Linked DNA regions of Oryza sativa: region 1 is linked to region 2. A link is a contact called in public ChIA-PET data. All regions are on one chromosome and are shown on one strand. Each heading gives the region's core, a stretch centred on a gene start, on an enhancer-like site or on the middle of the called end of the contact. The rest is flanking DNA. Distances are from core to core; before and after follow the strand shown. Region 1 holds the start of LOC4328886 (GDSL esterase/lipase At5g45910). Region 2 holds the start of LOC107278261 (E3 ubiquitin-protein ligase EL5-like).

Region 1 (4,332 bases), core at 1,622-4,121, 84 kb after region 2:
AACGAATGGTTGTAGTCCAATGCTCAGTTTGGTCCACCCAAGTGTCGCCTTCCTTTGCACAAATGATAGCCGAGCAGGTTGCCAGATACGAGCCAACCAACTTTCTGAGATGCTAGAACGTCAGATGCGTTGGATTATGCCTGTGGAAAAATAATAATAATTAAAGAACCACCGTTTTGTCAGTCTCACGGACTGTAAGGTGATGTTGAATACAAATGTTAGAGCAAGCTTAACCAGGTTATGGGCAGGCATATCATATGTTCCATGTGAAAGCAACATAATAATTTTTTTTAACATATGATCCATGTCAAAAATTATGTCCCATTTCTGGTGGTGGTGGTAGCGGTTGTTAAGGTCGTAAGGATGAGTTCATACCATATATTTATTCATATATAAGCCATCAGTCATCACTAATCGTTGCAAGTCTGTAATCCCTGCGAACGTGAAGATTTAAGTGCAATTCGTTTTATGGCTAATCACTCTAGGTAGAATTTAAAAACCTTGATTCCGTATTTTACATTTTGTCATGAAGTATTTGCACAATAATTGTTTTTTTTAAAAAAAAAAGGTGCATGCACTACTGTTGCTACAGTCGATGTATCTCATTATTTGCCACGTTTGTTCCACCCCTTTCAATGTATAAATTAATCCATCTGTTTCATGCCTCAATCATTTGGTCACACCACAGCTATCAGGTTAGGTTTTGGAGTGGTTTCCTTCTTGTGAAAAAGCTGCACATGCCAGTACCATTAGAAAAAACTGGAGGTGTATTTTGCAACTACTTGACAACAATGTTTAGAGAGGAAACCACCCCCTTACGCAATTTTTTTATGGTTAGACCAACTTTGCTCTGGAAGGTTTGGTGCTGTCTTCTGACTTCTCACCGAACCACAAGGGCCATCAACAAAATCAACAAGAAGATATTAGGAGGAAACTTGGGAGGATTAGTTTAATTTCTTCTTCTAATGTGGGTGATTCAGGGAGCCCATGTTATGGCACCGTGGTGGATAAGAAAGTAGTATATTAGTATCATTTATCTAAAAATTTCATACCAACCAGATTTGCATCATTTTGACCTATCTGATGTGGTTTTAATCTGCCAGCCAATCCTTTTCTTCCTTTTAAGAAAAGAAATTTTGGTTCACTGGTTGGTAACACAGCACAATCGTTTCTTTTTCAGTTGGTGTTGTATCGCATTTAAATTGACCACCATACGACCTTTGCTTATGTAGTCTTGTGTTCATCATCCATCTACCTGGAGTATGTTCTAAGCTCTAACAGTTTATGACAGTGACACATTGTTAAATTGCTATGCACAATGACAACGCATTTTAGGTTTTCTTTGGAGCAAATGGGATATATTTTATTGATCCATACTGAATTGAATTATTTCATGAGAAATCCCCCGCATTCTAGATACAATCTTATCACTAAACCGATCAAACTACCGTACTTAAGTATTGATACACAACGGTAAGAAAAAAGAAGTATTGAAGGGAAAAAAAACTGTAAAATGATGAGGAGCAATCTGCGCAGTGATTAAGGGAAAATGACGGCCAAATCGAATGCAACCCAACCATGACTTTGTCTATTAAATTTCCTGCTTGGATGAACATATTCGGCAACACGTGCCATTTTGGGCAGAACTGGTGTCAAAAGTTGTTCTGTTGGTATGCACTGAAGTTTTTTGCGTGCGGATTTGCGATGCTAAAAGTTGTCACTACCATGGTTTTGCTGTCAATTTATACTTCGTTAGCTAAAGAGGTGCATTATGATAGATCTCATTAGGTGCAATTGCTGTTGGAAATTTTTAGTGTGGACCAACCGATTATTACTCAATTGAGTTAAAGCCAGAGGTATTACTCTGATTAAAAACCAGAACAAGTGCTTGCAACTTATAATACTCTAGCTGGATAAAACCAAGTTTCTCAGAACGAACTTCTAACAACTTACAAATAACACGATGATTATAAATTAACTCCTATCAATTTGGACACAAGCATGCCCCCACTGCATTTTGGCAAGAAAAATGCGGTCACACTTATTTGATTATTCTACCTATTTATAATGTCGGATATAGGAATTCTTTCGAGCCTAGATGAAACTCGTTACAATATACCACCATACCATTTTATACAATGATGTAATATTTTCATCTCTTATGCCAGTGAATTAGGACAATCGGCCAGTATTATTTAAACTTTTAAGATCGAAAATGTATGACATAAATAATATACTAGAAAAAAAAATATGCCGGTCCAATATTTCGGAGATAATCATAAGGATATGATGTACGTGTGTATGTTTATAGTGGTGAATGTGCACGTGTTATAAGCGCATACGTTTATACTGTGTTTCTATAATAAAAGTAGAAATACGAAAACATGAGTTCACCCAATCCAGAGCTTCCAACCTCATATACAGGCCGAGTTTAGTTCCAAAATTATTATTTAAACTTCTAACTTTTCCATCACATGAAAACTTTCCTATACACATAAAGCTTTTCCGTCACATCGTTCTAATTTCAGCCAAACTTCTAATTTTAGTGTGAACTAGACCCACCATTAGTCACACACTCTCCACTCCCCAATTTGATCTAACACTGCCAAATTACCCAGACCAAAAACTTTGACTCCAAACACGCTCTCTTCATCTAGCTCGAGTCCAACAAACCCTGCCCGAAATACGCCCCCAAAGTCCAACCGTGTAGCCCACTTTTTCCTCCATTTCTCACACATACGTGCCGTCGAATCCCCCACCTCCTCCACACCGGACAGCCTGCCCCCAGCTTCCTTCCTTCCTTCTCACCTTCCTCCTCTCTTCGCCTCCTCCCCTCTTCTTCCCCACTCCTCCCCCTCCCAATCCCAAATCGCAATTACTCCCCAAGCCGCGAGAGAGCCCGAGAGTAAACTAATCGCCATCCGCCACCGCGCAGCCGCGGCAGCTAGCTCGCGAGAAGAAAACGCCACGCGACCCGAGAGCGAGAGAGAGAGAGAGCTAAGCCGCCGTGCGCCACGCCACCACCACCAACCCATCCCAATCTCTCTCTCTCTCTCTCCTCGTGCTCCTAGCTACAAGAAGAACCCCCTCACCCCCACCCCGGACACCTACCTAGCCGCTACCCCTCTCTCTTCCTCTTCTTCTTCTTCTTCCCTCTTCTTGTGGTGGTGGGTTTGACCCAAGAACGGAGGAGGGATAGGGCGGGCGGCGATGGGGGCAGTTCGGGGGATTTTGGTCGTGGCGGTGGTTCTTGCGGTGGCGGCGATTCTTGCTGGGGCGGCGGAGGGGAAGGTGAACGGGAAGGCGAAGGGGAAGTACAGGGCGCTGTTCAACTTCGGGGACTCGCTGGCCGACGCCGGCAACCTCCTCGCCAACGGCGTCGACTTCCGCCTCGCTACCGCCCAGCTCCCCTACGGCCAGACCTTCCCCGGCCACCCCACCGGCCGCTGCTCCGACGGCCGCCTCGTCGTCGACCACCTCGGTGCGCCCCTTGGTTTCTCCGCTAGATTGGATTTCGATGTCTGCCTGCTTTGTGTTGCTGATGGTTTGGTTTTTTGGTTTGGATCGCAGCCGACGAGTTCGGCCTGCCGCTGCTGCCGCCGTCCAAGCTCAAGAACTCCAGCTTCGCTCACGGCGCCAACTTCGCCATCACCGGCGCCACCGCGCTCGACACCCCCTACTTCGAGGCCAAGGGGCTCGGCGCCGTCGTCTGGAACTCCGGCGCCCTCCTCACCCAAATCCAGTGGTTCCGCGATCTCAAGCCCTTCTTCTGCAACTCCACCAAGGGTATAATCATAAATTGCATATGCCCAAATCCCCACCTTACCTTGTAGCTACCTCGCCTCACTGAATTTGGGGATTTGTTTTTGTTTTTATCTCCAGAGAGAACTGGATTGGGGAATTGTATCTGATTGTTTTGATGTTTTTGCAGTGGAATGCGATGAATTCTATGCGAATTCGCTCTTCGTCGTCGGCGAGTTTGGTGGCAACGACTACAATGCGCCGCTGTTTGCGGGGAAGGGCCTTGAGGAGGCCTACAAGTTCATGCCGGATGTCATCCAGGCTATCTCCGATGGCATCGAGGTAGAAATTCAATAGCTTCGTTGTGTCGCCTATTTGTTAGTGGTCATGTGGAGAATGTGATTTCAATTATACAACTGTTCGTGTTTGGTGCAGCAATTGATTGCTGAGGGCGCAAGGGAGCTGATTGTACCCGGTGTGATGCCCACTGGATGCTTCCCTGTCTACTTGAACATGCTCGATGAGCCGGCCGATGGGTATGGCCCCCAGAGCGGCTGCGTCCGTCGGTACAACACATTCTCATGGGTGCAC
Region 2 (4,005 bases), core at 1,252-3,751:
GGAGTTGATTTTAAGATTTTCTTTCATCATAGTATATTTTTCAGCTTTTGCTTTTAGATCATTAAAAACACATATATAAAAGTTTTATTCACAAATTATTTTCATTTACAAATATATTGTTTCGCTTATGCTTAAAATCAGCGAAATGATGGGGCCGCACATATGATACTCGCACTCACACATCCGCAAATACTCCCCTAAGTACATTCAAATATAAAGAAACCATGATCTGAAAAAAAAAGGAAACGAATAGCAAATCCTAACCTCATGCACAAAGATATACGGTGCCATTCTGTTTAATACGTACCAACTTATATGTAATATATTCGTAGTATCAGGATTCAAACCTAGAGAATGGACATGTATCCATGACTCCACCAACATATGCCTCCCTGTTTAGTTCCTGCAGTTGATAGCTTGTTCACATAAATTTTGACTTTGGTTATATATTGCTTCACTGTGTATTTTCATTGTTTTTAAGATACTAGGTTTTATGTTAAAAATTCTCCTGACCAAACTTTTTTAAAAAACAACTTAAAATCAGACAAATTTGGCAACTAGCAACAATACAGTGGGGGAATAATATCTCGAAAATATCCCACATTCAGTGTTATCTCTCTTTTCAGGGGGTGACAAAACTTATCCAGCTTTGCAACCTGTCAGTTGCGTATCATGTGTCAATGTTACATTGACACACATGATGTGCACGTGCCATCATCCAATGAGCAATGGACAAGTTGCACGGTGCAACGGGATAAGTCCATTGTAGTCTTTGTCAACCTGCTCTACAAGCTCCATGAACCTCAAGATTCTTCACAAGTTGCTCTATCAATCTCAAGAATTTAATTGACCCATGACGACGAATATGTAACAACGACGCAGGATATTTTGCAGTGATCGGTGCATGTAACCTACTATGGGGTGAAAATGTTACAGATATTTTGCTGTCCAATCGAAGTGTTGATGCTGAAATTGTTGTATTTTGAGGTCAAAATCTGATATTTCATCGTGAAAGGTACTTTGAATTCAGAAAAGACGCGCGCGACTAACTCAAACAATTAATGATATTCTGATAATTGCACTTTCTGATACTACAAAAATTACTCTGCAAAAAATCCCTCCATTCCAAAATGTAAGTGTTTTTAGACTCTGACACGGTTCCCGAGATGTTATTTTGACCAACAATAAATATAAAAATAAGATGTTTTAAATAAAAATGTGCATATTATGATAGTTTGTTTAATGATAAATCTAGTAGCATTAATTATACATGTTTGATCTTTTTTATATTTTTGCTATTAATAGTCAAAGTTTAAAATGTTTGACTTGTAACTATGCTAAAAATGTTTATATTTTAGGACAAATGAAGTAAGAAGCACTCAAGAGGACTCATTAATTAGAAAGGAACTGAACCAATAAAATAATATTAATTTTTTGCTTCAGAAAACAGTTTTCAGCTAGCAGTTTTTTTTTCTTTTTTTGAGAACTAGCTAGGAGTCTATATATAATAATGTTCCTACAATATTTCACATTAATATAACTTACTAGTATACTGCCAATCACAATGACAAACAAAATTATTGTTCCTAATTAAAATATTTGTTCGGCTCCTTTCAGTGATCAGCCCACCCAATATTCAGTTGAGTGCAATCTAATCCATATCACTTTCACTATTAATTACTCCATCTTTGCAATGATACTGGCACGTATACACAAGAAAGTAGGAAGCTAAAGCAGAGCCAAATAAAACCTATCAAAATTCAGCAGAATTAAGAGATCAAATGACACTTTATATTGAAAATTCGTTTGTAATTACAGAATCGAAATCTTTCTAACTGTACTTAATAATTACACTAATCCTAATTAAAACACCTCAAACTTGCCAAATCTGCGGGGCGCGATCCATGGCGCCGGCCGCTAGACTTTGTCGCCGGCCGCGGCGGCGGCGGCGCCGACGTCTCGCCGGCAGAGCGGGCACGTGGCGTGCGAGTACAGCCACATGTCGACGCACTCCACGTGGAACAGGTGCTTGCACTCCGGCAGCCGCCGCACGGCCTCGCCGTCGCGCACCACGCCGAGGCAGATCGCGCACTGCGCCCACCCGCCGCCGCCGCCCGCGGCGCCCCTCCGGTACGCGAACTTGGGGATCGCGGCGAGCGCGGACGGCGCCAGCCCGCGCAGGCCGCCGACAGCGGCGGGTGCGGCGGCGGCGCCGCCGCCACGGCCGGACGGCGACGCCGACGCCGAGGCCGCGTAGCCCTGCAGGGTGACGGCGCGGCGGAAGCAGACGGCCACGGTGAAGACGATGATGGAGGAGGCGAAGGCGAGGCAGACGAGCACCACCGTGTCGCACACGCGGTAGCTCCCGCCGGCGACGGCGTCCGCCGCGGTGGCGCTGCTGGGGTCGTGGGACGACATGGGGCGACCGCGCGCGTGGCGAGGAGTAGTGGGGTGGGTGGTGCCTAATGATTTGCTAGTACATATCGAGCTAAGAATTTAGTGATCTTAATTTGATTAATTAATTGATCTAGATCCTGTTTAGATCCTCCAAAATAACAAAAGTTTTGCCATTTTGTAGTACTTTTTGCCATTTTGAATCTAAACACTATTAGCAAAAGTTGGCAATTTGGCATTTGGCATTTGCTAGTCCATAGTAGCAAATTGTGCCAAAAAGTGCTTTGAGATCACTCCCTCTCTCTTTCTCTCTCACTTTAGTGCTAGAATGGCAAAACTTTAACATGCATCTAAACACTAACTAGTACTTTTGTAATGCCAAAACTTTTGCCACCAAAACTTTTGCCATTTGCCATTTGCCATTCTAAATGGATATAAACATGCCCCTAGTGCTCGATTATTATGATGTGATAGATGCTGGAGGAGAGATGAATTGGGGGATTAGGAGCTCCATTGTTTCCTTATAAGTCAAATTTTAAATATTTAAAACTTAATTCTTTGAGCAATTCTATGGTTCTTGAAGTTACCATGATGTATTATTTTTTCTATTGTAAATTTAGTATATAATAGTAGTATCTAGATACCAAGAGGTACTAAATTTTATGCTAAATTTTTGATATCTCGTGATACCTTCTCAAGAACGGTAAAAATGCTCTGATTCCTTAAGTTAATTTGTATTCCTTAAGTTAATTTGTCTGGTTTTTGGTTGTAATTTATTTTACAAACAATTACTTTTAATCACTAGGTACACAGATATAAAAATTGGTCATAAATTATTTTTTTTAATTTTAATTAGCGATTCGCATAAGCAAAATAATGAATCCATTAATCAAGGTTTGAAACAGTGATGTAGTTATCAGACTTATCAAACCCGCCCATATTTGAGTCAACTAAAATTCAGTTGTAGTATAAAAGAAATATTTCAATTTTACAGGTTTTTGTCAATAATTACTTGGTTATCAGTGAAATCGCTACGGAGGGGTATACAGTGACCGATCTTTGTAAATCCTGTGTTAAATCAGTTGATTGTAAAACCGTGGGTAATGCATGAACGGTTTTGTCTAGATAACAAGTTCGGAAGAAATCTTTTTTCTTTTGAAAGAAACTTGACAAGATTATTGGTGATAGTTGCCATTAAGGTCATATCGAACTACTATCGAGGACAGTAGGAAAATGAAACATTGGCCAGGGGTGGCACGTGCATGGTGTCTAATCAAATAGGGTAATGAAGTAGAAATAGTGTCACAAATGGTCCTCTAAACCCTTGAAAACTAAGGCTGTCTTCCCGAGGACTCCTGACACAAAAATGAAGCACACGATTATAGTGATATTAATTAAGTATTAGCCTAAAAAATTTAAAAAATAGATTAATATAATTTTTTTAAAGCAACTTTCATATAGAATTTTTTTAAAAAACAAACACCGTTTAGCAGTTTGAAAAACGTGCGTGCGGAAAACGAGGGAAGTGAGTTAGGAAAGAGGTGAAAAGAACGTATCCTAACAGGGTTAACAATTAATGTGAATGGTTTAAGGTGACTGGTTTTCATCATA

What was found. ChIA-PET counts read pairs in DNA pulled down with a chosen protein or histone mark.
Region 1: an H3K9ac ChIA-PET map of seedling shows a contact between it and region 2, with 3 times the contacts expected there. The contact joins the promoter of LOC4328886 here to the promoter of LOC107278261 in region 2. A contact is called at or near these places in 1 of 15 Hi-C or Micro-C datasets (panicle) and 2 of 4 datasets of contacts at active chromatin or transcription factors (leaf and seedling).

Annotation. Positions count from the first base shown.
Region 1 is chr2:8,524,230-8,528,561 of ASM3414082v1, forward strand. LOC4328886 (GDSL esterase/lipase At5g45910) reads left to right here and starts at 2,872. Exons shown (of 5, transcript XM_015771096.3): 1 at 2,872-3,481; 2 at 3,571-3,786; 3 at 3,932-4,083; 4 at 4,177-4,332. The coding sequence starts at 3,211.
Region 2 is chr2:8,440,669-8,444,673 of ASM3414082v1, forward strand. LOC107278261 (E3 ubiquitin-protein ligase EL5-like) reads right to left here and starts at 2,502. Exons shown (of 1, transcript XM_015771646.3): 1 at 1,770-2,502. The coding sequence starts at 2,418. The coding sequence ends at 1,918.